Regions from separate parts of the Pan troglodytes genome. Here region 1 is linked to region 2. A link is a contact called in public capture Hi-C data. All regions are on one chromosome and are shown on one strand. Each heading gives the region's core, a stretch centred on a gene start, on an enhancer-like site or on the middle of the called end of the contact. The rest is flanking DNA. Distances are from core to core; before and after follow the strand shown. Region 1 has its middle 19 kb from the start of ZMYND8. Region 2 overlaps ZMYND8 (zinc finger MYND-type containing 8).

The links. Capture Hi-C pulls out chosen DNA fragments and counts their contacts.
Region 1: a capture Hi-C map of stem cell-derived neural stem cells shows a contact between it and region 2, with 4 times the contacts expected there. The contact joins two enhancer-like sites. A contact is called at or near these places in 3 of 7 Hi-C or Micro-C datasets (blood, induced pluripotent stem cells and stem cell-derived neural progenitor cells) and 1 of 1 other capture datasets (stem cell-derived neural stem cells).

Annotation. Positions count from the first base shown.
Region 1 is chr21:53,648,605-53,651,304 of NHGRI_mPanTro3-v2.0_pri, forward strand. No RefSeq gene overlaps it. Among named protein-coding and RNA genes, the nearest start is that of ZMYND8, 19 kb to the left of the region's middle. Within about 2 kb of position 1,432, at least 10 of the 24 cell types and tissues checked have an H3K27ac peak or open chromatin away from gene starts, as enhancers often do. A contact at or near this core is called in stem cell-derived neural stem cells, where this site is marked.
Region 2 is chr21:53,539,145-53,541,844 of NHGRI_mPanTro3-v2.0_pri, forward strand. The region is part of intron 10 of ZMYND8 (zinc finger MYND-type containing 8); the gene reads right to left. Among named protein-coding and RNA genes, the nearest start is that of ZMYND8, 91 kb to the right of the region's middle. Within about 2 kb of position 1,272, at least 2 of the 24 cell types and tissues checked have an H3K27ac peak or open chromatin away from gene starts, as enhancers often do. A contact at or near this core is called in stem cell-derived neural stem cells, where this site is marked.

The DNA.
Region 1 (2,700 bases), core at 182-2,681, 110 kb after region 2:
CTGTAATCCCAGCACTTTGGGAGGCCGAAGCGGGTGGATCACGAGGTCAGGAGATCGAGACCATCCTGGCTAACACAGTGAAACCCCGTCTCTACTAAAAATACAAAAAAAAATTAGTTGTGCATGGTGGCGGGCGCCTGTAATCCCAGCTACTCCAGAGGCTGAGGCAGGAGAATGGCGTGAACCCGGGAGGCGGAGCTTGCAGTGAGCCGAGATCGCACCACTGCACTCCAGCCTGGGCGACAGAGCAAGACTCCATCTCAAAAAAAAAAAAAAAAAAAAGAATTTATAAAAGCACAGGGTCTTCCAGAAATTGTGGATTAATTGGTCTGGGGAGACGACCAAGCATTTGATTTTTGTTGTTTTTTTTTTGTTTGTTTTTTTGAGTTGGTGTCTCGCTCTGTCGCCTGGGCTGGAATGCAATGGTGCAATCTGCGCTCACTGCAACCTCCGCCTCAAAGGTTCAAGCAATTCTCCTCCCTCAGCTTCCCAAGTAGCTAGGATTATAAGCACCTGCCACCATGTCCGGCTAATTTTATTGCATTTTTAGTAGAGACGGGGTTTCACCATGTTGGCCAGGCTGGTCACAAACTCCCGACCTCAAGTCATCTGCCCGCCTCGGCCTCCCAAAATGCTGGGATTATAGGCGTGAGCCACCGCACCCAGGTTGATATAGTTTTTAAAGAGCCCCAGCTGATTCTAATGTGTAGCCACGGTTGAGCGCCACTGTTCTAGAAAACTACAAGTTTAAACTAGAAGAAAAAGAGGCATTTTGGCCCGGCGCAGTGGCAAACGCCTGTAATCCCAGCTACCTGGGAGGTTGAGGCAGCAGAATTGCTTGAACCCGGGAGGAGGAGGTTGCAGTGAGCTGAGATGGCACAACTGCACTCCAGCCTGGGTAACAGAGCGAGACTCCGTCTCAAAAAAAAAAAAAAAGCAGGGGGAGGGGCGGCATTTTGGCATGTCCATCACTAATGGGATATACACGCACACCATATCCTGGGTTGTAGCTTTGCAGGCAGTAAATCTAATTTTTAAATTTTTTTTCAATTTCAGCTCCACTCCTAACTAACTATGATTTAGGGCTGTAGGGAAGAAAAAGTACCTTTTCCTCACCCATCACAAGGTTCATGGCTAACACCCCTAAAGACAGATTAACAAGAGATGAGCATGACAAATTTATTTAACCCAAGTTTTGAGTGACTCAGGAGTCTTCCAAAGTGAAGAACCGTGACCCAGGGCACCTGTGTTTTTATGGACAGTCAAGCAGCAGTGTCACAGGAGGACAAAAGGGTTTGATCCAATGATGTACACGGTGGGAACTTAGCAAGGCCTGTGAGTTTAGTCTTCATTGTCTCCACGGACAGGACCGGACCCCCTCTGGAATGAGGGGCTTGGGGCCTGCTTTCAGGAGAGGCAGGTCAGAGAAAACTTGAGTGGCCCACTGCAGAAGAGGAAGGCAGGAGAAGGTCAGAGAGTGACCTTCCTGCTTCTATGGCTTCCTCAAATTCCTTCAGCTTCAAATGCTCAGTTTGCCAAAGTGCTGTAATTTGGGGTATTGTGTTCCAAACCCCTACAGGAGAAGTCCCTACTGCTCTAAGCAGACTTGAGCAGGCATCAGAAGCACGTGGGCAGCTTGCTAAACACTGATTGAGGGACTCACCCCCACCGAGTTTCTCAATTGAAAGATTTGAGAATCTGCATTTCTTGAAATTCTCAGGCCTTTTGATTAAGAAACTCTTTTTTTTTTTTTTTGAGACAGAGTTTCACTCTTATTGCCCAGGCTGGAGTGCAATGGCATGATCTCAGCTCACTGCAACTTTAGCCTCCCTGGTTCAAGCGATTCTCCTGCCTCAGCCTCCTAAGTAGCTGAGATTACAGGGGCCCGCCACCACGCCCAGCTAATTTTTGTATTACAGGTGCCACCACGCCCAGCTAATTTTTGTATTTTTAGTAGAGACAGGGGTTTCACCACGTTAGCCAGGTTAGTCTCAAACTCCTAACCTCAGGTGATCCATCCGCCTCGGCCTCCCAAAGTGCTGGGATTACAGGCGTGAGCCATCACACCCGGCAGATTAATAAATTCAATCAAGGACTTTGGGGGAAGTGGGGCTGAGAATTTGCATTTCTATCAAACGCCATCAGAATTTAGCAGGTGCTGCTGCTGATCCAGGTAACAGGCTTTGAGAACCAGGGCTCAGTTGATTAGTAGTATAATTAACAAACTCTGATCCCATCACTGGCTCCCATTTCAGAGCAATGGTTGGTGCCTGCAAGCTTTCATCTCACTGTGTCCACACACAATCCCATGGGGTCCCAGTGTTCTTATGGATGAGATTACCACGGCTGCAACATTCACAGTGAATTGTCCAGGGTCACGCAGCTGCAGCCAAAGTCTGGGGTGGAACACAGGTCTAATTACAAGCAGGAGAGAACCTGGGCAACACTTTCTTTGGGAGCATCAAAGCAAGCTCTCCCACCACCTGCTTGAGCACTTCCAAATCCTGCCGACATACCCAACCCTGCAACAGGCAAAGAGCCTCGCCTCCTGCTGGGAGAGCAGCTTCTTGCGGCGCGGCCTTCGCGAAACTCCGTGGAGAAATGGCGCCCCCTGGTGGCTCCAGAGAGAGCAGCGTTCCATTCCCCGGGCTGGGAGCTCTGGTCTCATGCGTCATGGACATTCTTGGACCCCATCACTAA
Region 2 (2,700 bases), core at 22-2,521:
TATTTATTTATTTATTTATTTATTTATTTGAGACAGTCTCGCTCTATTGCCCAGGCTAGAGCACAGTGGCATGATCTCAGCTCACTGCAACCTCCATCTCCTGGGTTCAAGAAATTCTCCTGCCTCAGCTTCCCAAGTAGCCAGAACTGCAGGTGTGTGCCACCACGCCCAGCTAATTTTTGTATTTTTAGTAGAGACGGTGTTTCACTATATGTTAGCCAGGCTGGTCTTGAACTCTTGACCTCGTGATCCACCCACCTCACCCTCCCAAAGTGCTGGGATTATAGGTATTAGCCACCGTGCCCAGTCTTTTTTGCTTGTTTTTTTAAGAGACAAGGTTTCCCTCTGTCACCCAAGCTGGAGAGCAGAAGTATGATCAAGGCTCACTACAGCCTCAAACTCCTGGACTCAAGGAATCCTCCCAGATCAGCCTCCCAAGTAGCGGAAGTACAGGCACGCGCCACAACACACCCAGATAATTTTTTAACTTTTGTATACTTTTGTAGAGATGGGGTCTCGCTACATTACCCAGGATGGTCTTGAACTCCTGAACTCAAGCAATCCTCCCACCTTGGCCTCCCCAAGAGCTGGTATTATAGGTGTGAGCCGCTGCACCCAACCTCCAAGGTGGCCTTTTAGATTTCACAGACCACAAACTGAAGCCCGGTAGAAAGCAGTGGGGAGCAAAGGGGACTTTGCAGAAGCAGAAAACTCACGTCTGGTGGAAAGGGAGAAAGCAGTATCTACTCAGTTGCGATCCAAAGCAACCATGTAGGAATCTGGACCCAATACTGCCACGTTTTCCAATATTTTAAAGAGAAGAAGACAAAATAGACTTCTTATGTTACATTTTACCCCCATTTCAACAGTTGGCATCTAAGAGAAAACAACCCAGGAGAAATAAAGCATATCCCTGGGACCGAATTCAGAATACAGGCGGATTGTTTGCAAGTCTCGGTGATACCAGATCGTAACACAAACTAAAACTAAACACCCCAAAAATATCGATCTGCTCTATCAGAGGGCTGGAAATCACCAGCTTCTCATCCATTCTGACTGCTGTCTTTCTCCTGAGACCTGAAGAACCGTATCTCCAGCAAGAGGGGCAGAGCGGAACAGAAGCCAGATGCTAGATGCTCTCAAGGTAAGAGTTTGCCTCACGGTGAGATTCTGCGTTCAAAGTGAGCGGGCACAGATCAGGACTACTAGACAGGACAGATCTGAGAAGACATCGGGGTCTCCAGGGCTGTCCCAGGGCAAATGACTCCCCCTTCCTGAGCTAGCCTCAGCTCTGTCACCGAGAAAAAGGAGAGTGAGTCCTTCTCTGGAGAATCAAGAGGCAGGGCCACCAGGAGCTTATCACCAGTTGGTCCTGGTATCATAACCTCGCCCCCCTGACCTGCTCCACACCCACCTCACCCACACACTTTTGTCCGGTATCCAAGGCGCTCACTGTTCCCTTCCCCCAACTATTTTCCATGAAATTGCTTGGCAGGGAAGGAAAAGAGTCTCTTTTCTTTAAAACAAGTCCAAGGCTGGGCATGGTGACTCACACCTATAATCCCAGCACTTGGGGAGGCGGAGGCAGGAGGATCACGTGAGGTCAGGAGCTTGAGACCAGTCTGGCCAACACGGTGAAACCCCATCTCTACTAAAAATGGAAAAATTAGCCGGATGTGGTGGCACGCCCCTGTAATCCCAGCTACTCAGGAGGCAGAGGTGGGAGAATTGCTTGAACGAGCCACTGCACTCCAGCCTGGGCAACAAAGCGAGACCCTGTCTCAAATAAATAAATAAATAAAACAAGCCTGGGTGACAGAGCAAGACCCCCCCTCTTAAATAAATAAATAAATAAATAAATAATAAAACAAGCCCAGGAAGTATTTCAAGCGAAATTAGATTTGCTTGACAAAACACAGTCTCTGCGGGGGACAATATCTAGTTTCACATTATCTCACATCTAACCCCACGGTGGCTTCTCCCTAGCTATGTGACCCTAGGCACTCTCTGACCTTAAGTTTTCTTATTGATAAAATAGACATAAAAGCAGCTTCTACAAAAAAGCACTTAAAACACTGCCCAGTACATAAAAGGCAATTGGTTGGTGTCCGCTTTTTTTTTTTTTTTTAACTCTGCAGGCATTTAATAAAATATTTCCTACATTTTTATATGACTGTGCATCTATAAAACAAAACCAGGCCAGGCACAGTGGCTTACGCCTGTAATCCCAGCACTCTGGGAGGCCAAGGCAGATGGATCGGTTGAATCCAGGAGTTCAAGACCAGCCTGGGCAACATGGCAAAACCCCATCTCTACTGAAAATACAAAAAATTAGTTGGGCGTAGTGGCACATGCCTGTAGACCCAGCTACTTGGGAGGCTGAGGCAGGAGAATGGCTGAATCCGGGAAGGGGAGGCTGCAATGAGCCGAGAGCTCGCCACTGCACACACCAGCCTAGGTGACAAACCAAGACTCTGCTCCAAAAAAAAAAAAAAGAATGGTGGTCAGAGACTCCCTGCCCAAAGCCTACTAAAACATCCCAAGACCTCCAAAGTTGTTTCTCTACCACTGTGGAAGGTCCTGAACAACTCCCTCCAGGGGATCCCCTCTCCCAAAACAAGCCCAACAACACGGTGCACTCCCTTAAAGCAGGTGCTGAGAGGGGCTTCGAAACTGGTGACCATCAGACCCATGCTGCTT